2 separate regions of the Mus musculus genome follow, and region 1 is linked to region 2. A link is a contact called in public ChIA-PET data. All regions are on one chromosome and are shown on one strand. The core of a region is the stretch at or near the end of the contact, and the rest is flanking DNA. Distances in the headings are between cores, read along the strand shown. Region 1 has its middle 57 kb from the start of Lpin1. Region 2 has its middle 33 kb from the start of Gm36235.

Evidence for each region. ChIA-PET counts read pairs in DNA pulled down with a chosen protein or histone mark.
Region 1: an RNA polymerase II ChIA-PET map of memory CD8 T cells shows a contact between it and region 2, with 22 read pairs. The contact joins two enhancer-like sites. A contact is called at or near these places in 1 of 15 datasets of contacts at CTCF or cohesin (large pre-B cells), 6 of 115 datasets of contacts at active chromatin or transcription factors (the NIH/3T3 cell line, acute myeloid leukemia, astrocytes and 3 more) and 1 of 9 other capture datasets (embryonic stem cells).

The regions. Positions count from the first base shown.
Region 1 is chr12:16,530,343-16,534,462 of GRCm38.p6, reverse strand. No RefSeq gene overlaps it. Among named protein-coding and RNA genes, the nearest start is that of Lpin1, 57 kb to the left of the region's middle. Within about 2 kb of position 2,287, at least 209 of the 459 cell types and tissues checked have an H3K27ac peak or open chromatin away from gene starts, as enhancers often do. A contact at or near this core is called in memory CD8 T cells, where this site is marked.
Region 2 is chr12:15,980,034-15,984,754 of GRCm38.p6, reverse strand. No RefSeq gene overlaps it. Among named protein-coding and RNA genes, the nearest start is that of Gm36235, 33 kb to the left of the region's middle. Within about 2 kb of position 2,799, at least 32 of the 459 cell types and tissues checked have an H3K27ac peak or open chromatin away from gene starts, as enhancers often do. A contact at or near this core is called in memory CD8 T cells, where this site is marked.

The sequences.
Region 1 (4,120 bases), core at 1,038-3,537, 550 kb before region 2:
TTAACTCTCTTCAGGAGGCCTTTGGTCCCAACATCAGAGCTGAGACTCCATTCGACCATCTTTGTCTATCTGTGTTTTCTATCATGGTTCTGGAGTGTGAACAGCACTGTGCCCATTCCCTTGAAATACGAGAGGTGACGGGTCTCCGGGGTTTTCCCCTTTTTTAAAAAAAATTTATTTTTATTAGATGTTTTCTTTATTTACATTTCAAATGCTATCCCGAAAGTTCCCTATACCCTCCCCGCCCTGCTCCCCTACCTACCCACTCCCAAGGAGCTGAAGGGGTCTGCAACTCTATAGGTGGAACAACAATATGAACTAACCAGTACCCCAGAGCTCGTGTCTCTAGCTGCATATGTAGCAGAAGATGGTCTAGTCGGCCGTCACTGGGAAGAGAGGCCCCAGGGTCTTGCAAACTTTATATGCCCCAGTACAGGGGAACACCAGGGGTTTTCCCTTTTCAAGTCAGCTTGTAAAATGATTCCATTTCTGATTTGTGAGTTGCAAGGATTATAGGTGACCACCACATCTGAATTTTTTGTGGGTTCTGGGGATTTCAATGCTGGGCCCCTCACTTGTTTGGCAAGTGCTTTATCCACTGAGCTATCTTCGCAGCATCAGTGTCTCCGACAGACTCATGAGGATAGCCTGAAACACTATAGTCAAGGATGACTTTGAATTAGATCATTACTGCCACCCCACCCCCACCCCCAGTGCTGGGATTGCACGCATGTGCCACAATGAGTGTCTTTTATTTGGTACTGGGAATTGAACCAGGGCTTCATGCATGCTAGGCAAGTCCATGCTCTACACCCCAGGATAGACTTTACATTTGTAACCTCTCTTTTTATCCTGTAGCACCAAAGAGGATAATTGCTATCACTTGTGGTACAGCCAGGCTTGGTCCCCAAAGGGAAGCAGAGTCTGACCAGAGAAGCTGATCCTGGAAGTCAGTGAAAGCCGGTGGCCACAGGGGGGCACAGTTGGTTCTTGTTTGACCGAATAGCCTTTCAAAACAGCCTCTGCTTTGACAAAGGCCTTTCCCTGTGGTCCCAGGCTTGGAGACCAGCCAGGTTGTGGGTTGGATTTGTGTGGAGGCAGGGGAGTTTCTTCAGGGGACTGTTTCAGTGCGGATGTCCCTTGGATGAGCTCAATCCGAGGCCCAAATCTTTAAGTGAGCTTTGGAGGCCAGTCTGTTGAGATTTAAAATCTGTTCTTTGTGGCCCTGGAGGTTCTGGGAGTTTGTCCTGGGAGTTTGTTAAAAATAAAATTGTTTAGGACCTTATCCTAGACCTACCGACCCTAGCAGTGGGTGTGGGCCTCCGAGAATAGTTTAATAAGTCCTATGGGGTTCGGATGCACTCACATGTTGTGGACCATTGCAGCCCAGGCCCGGGCTCACGTCTGTCATCTGGCCAGCTCAGGAATGCTGTAATGCTATCAGCCTAGGACTCACATCAGCTCCACCCCACTTGCTCAAACCGGGAGAAGCTGCTACAAAGACCACCTCACCTCTTTGTATTAAAGGATCTTGGAGACCGAGCCACAGGTGCTTGCTTAAGTCACAAGGTGTCCTTCTGACCCTGTGGAAGCATCCAGTCAGATCTGCCTTCCTGGGGAATCTCAGATGGGAGCCACAGGCCTGGGAGACAGCAGGTCTGGCAGCCTGGGCAGAGTGAGAACGCAGGGAACAGGGTAGAGGTGGATGTGCCCAGATTTCTAATGGTCTCGTCCTCCCCGAAATGTTTGGGAGCCTCGAGGAGCCTGTCCCGATGCCAGCTATCTGTTCATTGGTGCAGGAAGTCCATTCAGCCTGCATTACTTTTAATGCATTTTGCAAGCAAGTGGCCTCTTCCTGTGACTCACTCCGCCTTTTGTGCACCGGAGGTTGTGGTTGGAAGTTTCACTTCGGAAAGTAACCACCAGTGCCTCCGATTTCTCCCGAGGCTGGAACCCCAACAAGTCACATGCATTTTGTAACAAAGAAGTGTAAATGGAGGTGCAGCCAGTCACGTTTCTGCTCTGTAAAAACATCCTTTTCTGAGATGGTCTGCAGAGCCAAGCTGAGAAGAAATGGGTTATATTTTCATTTCAGGACTTTGTGCTTTCTTTCCAGAATGTTCTTTGTCATCTTGATCCATTTTTCAGGATTATCTAAAAACAAAAAACAAACAAAAAAACAACAAAAAAAACCCCCCAAATCAAACCAACCCCCCAGCATTAGCTGATTGGGTGATCCATCCCTTAGCTGACTGAAAGTGACTCAGATCTGGACTGAAGTTTGGGTTCTGTCTACCAGGCAGCATGGAAATAATGATGGTAATAGGATTGGTTGAATAACAACGTGTATTTCATCAGGCTCTTCCCCAGTGGCCAATTCACGGGCTCTCTATACATTTATTTCTTCGGATAAGCCAGCAAAGGCTAAGCGGGCAAATTCTACAGGGCAGTTTTCTCAAGTTTAAAGACTCATCTTCAAAATGTTGTGGAGCTGAACCAAGTTATCACCACCCCTGTTAGTTGTAAAGCGATTTATGTGTATGAGTATTTTGACTGCTTGTATGTAAGTACCATGAGTGTGCCTGGTGCCTGTGGATGCCAGGAGAGGGGACTGGATGCCCCTGGAACTGGAGTCACGTGTGATTTTGAGTGATCCAATGTGACTGCTGGGAATCAAGCTTAGGTCCTCTGAAGCGTGTATGTGTACACACACACACACACACACACACACACACACACACACACACACACACATATATATATGTATATGCAGCCCAAAATGTTACTGTTATTTTGAGCTGTAACATGCTATGTGACTGAGGACAGCCTTGACTTTTGGATCTTCCTGCTTGCCACCACCTCCATTACAGGCATACAGCAGTGCTGGAAATTGAACTAAGGGCCTCACTCATGGTAGCCAACTACTCTAGCCAGCCAACGTGTTTTTCTGCTTTAATTCTTTTTGTGCACAACCCTAGTCTCTTCAGCATTAGTAAAGCCCAAATGCACTTAGAACTAAGTGCAGCTAAAGCCGTAGTCAGAGTTCCAGTTAGCATTAGTACTTACTACATTCTGGAAAGCTGATGTGGGCTTGAGAAACGGTACATTTGGATTTAGAAGAGATGCCTTTGATGTTTCACTTCTCACCTTGATTCTTTCAACTTCTGTGCAGGGAGGACAGTCATCGTCATTAAACACTGACCTTTTAAGAGTGAGGATGAGCAGTTATTCCATGTTTATGTGAGTGTCTTGCTGTTGGTGAAGTTATGATTTATTTTCTGTCTGGTGCTGGGGAAGGAACCCAGGGCCTTGTGCATATGAGACGAGTGCCTCAAATCCTGACCTTCCTGTTGAACTAGCTTCTATCTGAGGTTGACATGGGACTTTTAAATATCTCCTTTGACCGCCCAAGATGGGTAATTCCTCCTCTCTCTGATACCTTGAAGATGAGAGAGGGGCTTCCTGCTTACTCTAAAGTTAACCTGAATGGTCGACTTGACACAGCCCAGAGTCATCTGAGAGGAGAGCTCCAGCTGAGAAATTGCCCAGAACAGATTGGCTTGTGAGCATGACTGTGGGGGATTGTCCTGATTATTCACCGATGCAGAAGGACCCAGTTCTTTGTGGGTAGCTCTATCCCTGGGCCTGGGTTGTAGACCAAGTTGGCCTTGAACTCCCAGAGATCTGCCTGTTTCTGCCTCCTGAGTGTTGGGATTAAAGGTGTGTACCACCATGCCTGGATGAGGCCCTTTCTTTCATTAAATAAACAAACAAACAAGCAAGCAAGCAAGCAAGCAAACAAACAAACAAACAAACAAACCAAAGGAAATCTAGCTGAGTATGAGTCCAAGTGAGCCAGAGAGCTAGCCAGGAAGCATCGATCCTGGTGTCTGCTTCAAGTTCTTGCTAGACATTCCTTCCTGACTTCCCTCAATGATGGACTGCGACCTGTGACCTTGAAGTGCAAGCCAATAAATACTTTCCTCCCCTAAGGTGGTTGTGGGTTTTTGTTTGTTTGTTTGTTTTTTGCTTTTGTTTTTGTTTTGTTTTGTTTTGTTTTGTTTTGTCAGAGTGTTTGTTCACAGCAACAGGAAGGGAGCCCTGACATAGTCTGTAATGG
Region 2 (4,721 bases), core at 1,550-4,049:
CAATGTGAGAAGCACTCATCCCTGGACATTTCCCCAAGGTGCTTAATACAAAGCGCACAACTGGTCATTCCTTGCTTCATATAGGAATTTAAAAATCACCATCATACCAATTGTAGCACTTCTGTTCACCTCTTAATCAGGCTTGCCGAATTGCTAAATGTTTTAAGAAACTGTTTACTGAGGTACATGGTTGAAAAACATTTTCAAACTTCAGGGTCTTTGATCCTCATTAATACTCAAAATTTCCCTGAACCCAGAGGAAGGCAAGGTTCAACAGTGTAACAGAGAATCAAGTGGAAACAAACAGACCCATTCAGAGTGGTGGGAACATGCTAACGCTTGTGTTAAATGTTAACTCCCTTTAAAAATAAAAATAACACAGAGAGTGATCTCTGGTGAGGGAATAGATCGCTCTAGATTAGGCAAATTCTGTTGTTTCAGGTGTTTAACCTTGTTCCAAACCCCAGCCTGGAGTTCAAAAACAAAACCCACAAGCCTGAAGGCCAGTCCTCAGCACAGTAGTCTGAATGGAGCCCTATTAACAGTAACGAAATACCATGGACTTGGGACACTGGGACTGTGGCCCTTTGGCTTCTCAGAAGAACTTAAGATAGCTACACAGGGAACATGAGCAGCTAGCTTGTTTTTCACGGGGAACTCCATGGAAATATCTCCCCCAGGGAGACACTTGTTTGACCTGCTGTCTTTTGAAAGCTCATTCCTGGGGTCAAGTATTTGATTAGACCGGTGTGTGTGTGTGTGTGTGTGTGTGTGTGTGTGTGTCATCCATTTGGGGCTATCCCTGGGCAGGAACCTGACACAAGTACCTAGAGATGAATTTCCACCGTTTCTTCCTATTAGCTTCCCTGGTAGATAAAACCTCGGCTGTGTGAAATGTTAGCTCAGAGAAGGACTTGCTCAACCATGTCATTGAAAGGCCAACAGAGTGAACGCTGTCACAGCTGATGTGTTGCTAAGTTGAGAAAATGATCATCATAGTGATGACTTGCAGAGATGCCAGCTCTGGGAAATGTGCTCAAGTCTCAGAGGACAGGGACAGGAAAGAGTACAGGGAAGAAAGAGAAGGAAGGCACCTGAGGGTTCCATTCGACCGACGTTCTAAACAAGACGAAGAGCACGGCAATCTCTCACTGGCAGAAACAGCATCCATATATCCACACTCTCAGGGACCTTGGCCTTGGACATCATCCTGGGTGTGTTACCTTTCCATGCAAAGAAGTTCCATAGAACTTGGCTGTGTGTAGATTGAAAGCCACAGATCCACCAGAGTCCACCCAGCAGGAAGCACCTGGGCAGAGGTTTCACAAGCTCTCCTGGAAATGTTTGCAGGTCATGTCTCAGATTGGCTGAGGGCATGCATTGGTATAGAAGCACTTAATGAGAACTTGCACTTCTTAAGAGTCAGAGGCTAGACCTGAAAACAGAGATAGAGGATTAGATTGTGGGGCTACATGAAAACTAAAGAATACAATTGTTAGGGGCTGGAGAGATGACCCAGCAATTCAGAATAGATGTTGCTCTTGCAGAGGACCTGGGGTTAGTTCCCAGCACTGACATAGTGTTTCAAAGCCATCCATAACTCCAGTTTCAGGGGCTCTGATTCCCTTTTCTGATCTCTGTAGGTACACACATACATGTGGTGCACATATTTTCAGGCAAATTACTCATATACATAAAATTTAAAAACAAATATATTTTAGCGAATACAGCTGCAACTATACTTGGTTTGAGGATTTGGGGAATGAATATAAAAATGTATATCAAATGATTATATAATCAGGTACACATACACACACATACACCACACATACACACACATACACCACACTTATACATACACACACATGCAAATATACCACAATACATACGTATATACAGACACATACACACACATATCGTATACCACACACACACATATAGATACACATACAGACACACATACACCACACTCACATACACACACACACACAGACAGAGGGCAGGGGGAAGAGAGAGATATTTCTGCAAGAACAAACGAAGAAAAGTATTAAAAATGGATACCAGAAATTATAAGAAAATTAAGCTGAGTGCAGTGGGACACAGCTGAAATCTTAACACTCAGAGCCTCAAGCAGGAATGTCAAGGGCAGCCAGAGCTCTGGGGACATAGCCTGTGCTGGGTGGGGCTTTTCAGTGACAACTGTCTTGGAAACATCTGTATATCTGTAAGTTCAGCAGCCTCATTGGTCCACCAAGCTGTAATTAGGTGTAATTGTTCCTTGGTCTGCTTTCTGTGCCCTGACTGTGGAACCAGACAGTTGTTCATAGATCCTTGGAAAAGTCACGCCCACTGGTCCACGTCCTGAGAACCCGGAAGAAGTTTTTTCATACCATAATTCCGTTAAGCAACTGGGCGTGTGATATTAGGTCTATTATTTCAGATTACTCCATGGCTCTGACCCCAAAGCTCAGGAGAATTTGAAAATTCTAGAAATCAGGCCTCTTATGATCATCTTACTGGGAAATGTGAATGAGTTAGGTGAGACAGGCTTGGAGTTGCTCCATCTACCAGAAATTCAAATGCAGAGAATAACTTCTCAATTATTCATTCACCCCCTGATTTAATCAGTTGATAATCTCTGGGGAGAACTCTTTACAGGTACTGAACTGGATGGGGAAATCAATAAGGCAGAGTCTCTTACAATTCTCCCTCCAAGAGCTAGAGGAAAGTTCTGGAAGAACCACTTGCTGTGAGTGATGAGCTTCCCCTGAGGTGAGGTTTGAGCTGAGTGTTATGGAATGGAAACAAGCTGGCTGAGGGCACAGAGTGAGAAAGATTGCTGCAGGAAGTGGGGGGTTGCCAGTGTAAAAGGAAACATTTTTAAAATCTGAGTTTAAATTGGCATGCTGTCCTATATATCAGCAGAAGGGATAGTTGTTCTTTCTTGCATGGAAGACATTTCCTGGGCCATTAACAGGCAAGGAAGCCTTCTACGTCTGGATGTGAGCTCTCCCCAAGGACTGACCACCCCCAGCCCCTGCCCAGGGATGTTTGCTTTGGTCCTTTGATCTCTTCTAAAGCTTTTGAAAAGTCTGTGTGATTCTCATTAAATATTGAGTTAGAGAAACACATGTGTATTAAATGCTTATCCAGGTGTCACAAATAAGCATATGGAGAGCTAAAATGGAAGGGAAGTGGGAGTGGGGGGGGGTGAGGGAAGGACAGACAGATGGACTGAAAGCCTGACTGTCCCCAGGCCCTCTGTGAAGCCCTCATCAGCTGCTACTTTCTGGCTTTCAGACTGCGAAACTCTGACCCTTTAGTCCAGGATGCCAATTTGGTTTACCCGAACTCTGTTTAGTGGCAGTGTGGGGCTCTGGGGATAAAAATATGCCTTCAGTGCTTCAGTGACTTGTGAACTAAACTGGGTCTACACGACTAGAGCTGTGATCTATTCTACACTCTCCTTTTCCTAGCTTCCCTTGTAAGCAGCCCACCCCTTCTATAGCAGTGAGAAGTCAGCAGCTCAGGGAAACATTGTCTGTCAGAGTGAACGGGAAGATGATTTCTGAGGTCACTGCAGCCAGCTCCAGCACCTAACAGCTTACAAACTAGAACAGCTCTGCCGATCCTAACTCCCCTTTAACGTTAACCAGGATCATGAAAAGATCATCAATAATCTCACCCCTTCCCCATTTCTCGCAGTTACTCACACTCACCAACATCCACAAACAGCTGAGTGAATATTTACTGACACCAAGAGTTTTTTTTTCTGCCTATGACCTTCAAGAATTCAGAATGGACTTGATAATTATGAGCAGCGTCCACTTCAATTAAAATAAAGTGGGGGAGGGGGGAACAGCTGTGAATGCTGGTTGCTATCATGCTTGTTAGCTTGCATGTGTAGAATATTTTCAATTAAATAAACAGAAATGTGTTTTTCAAAAGGCAGTGACATCTAAGCAAGTGGGAAGGAAACAGACACCTGGCCATGGTAACTATCTAAACACCTGCCCTCTGCCGCTAAAGGGCATCTTTTTCTGCCAGAATCTGCTGTGTATCGTGGAGGAGAAGATTTGCCAGAGTGTAAATGGGCCCTTGGTTCTGAAGGAAATGAAATATACTGTCTCAGGTCAGTCTAACCAAATCCTAGATTAGAGGCAGATAGAAGAGCCACAAGAAAATTTAGACTTGAGCCTTTCTGACAGATACTGCCAGCCAATTGGGCTAGTAGTCTCCCCAGACAGCATAGTCCAGGGATCCTGTCTCTGCCTCCTCAAGCTGGAATTATTGGTGTGCTGTTGTGTTACCTGGAATTTACATGAGTTCTGGATTCCAAATTGTAGATTTCTTGCTTCGGGAACAAGAGCTTTAATTGCTGAGCCATCTCTTCAGCCCAAGGTTAGTATTTTTGTTTAGAAAATCCCTAAAACACTCAACCAGATGGTGGTCTCACTTGCTTCTCTTTCTTGGCCTCTGAAGTGAAATAATAGCAGAAATGCCTATTTCTGTTTTAACTATTGCTCTCAAAATGTACAAGTGTGAAAACTGGCCAAAACCAAAATAAATATAAAGGAAAAATTTTAAATAGGCTTTTTCCTCTTGGTTCTTGGATATTAAAGATAATGGTAGTGGGTGGGGGCTGAAACAAGAAAGGATGATGTGAGAAGACAAAATAGCACATGCTTTCTGTTGTATGTGGACTCTAGACTTAAAACCAA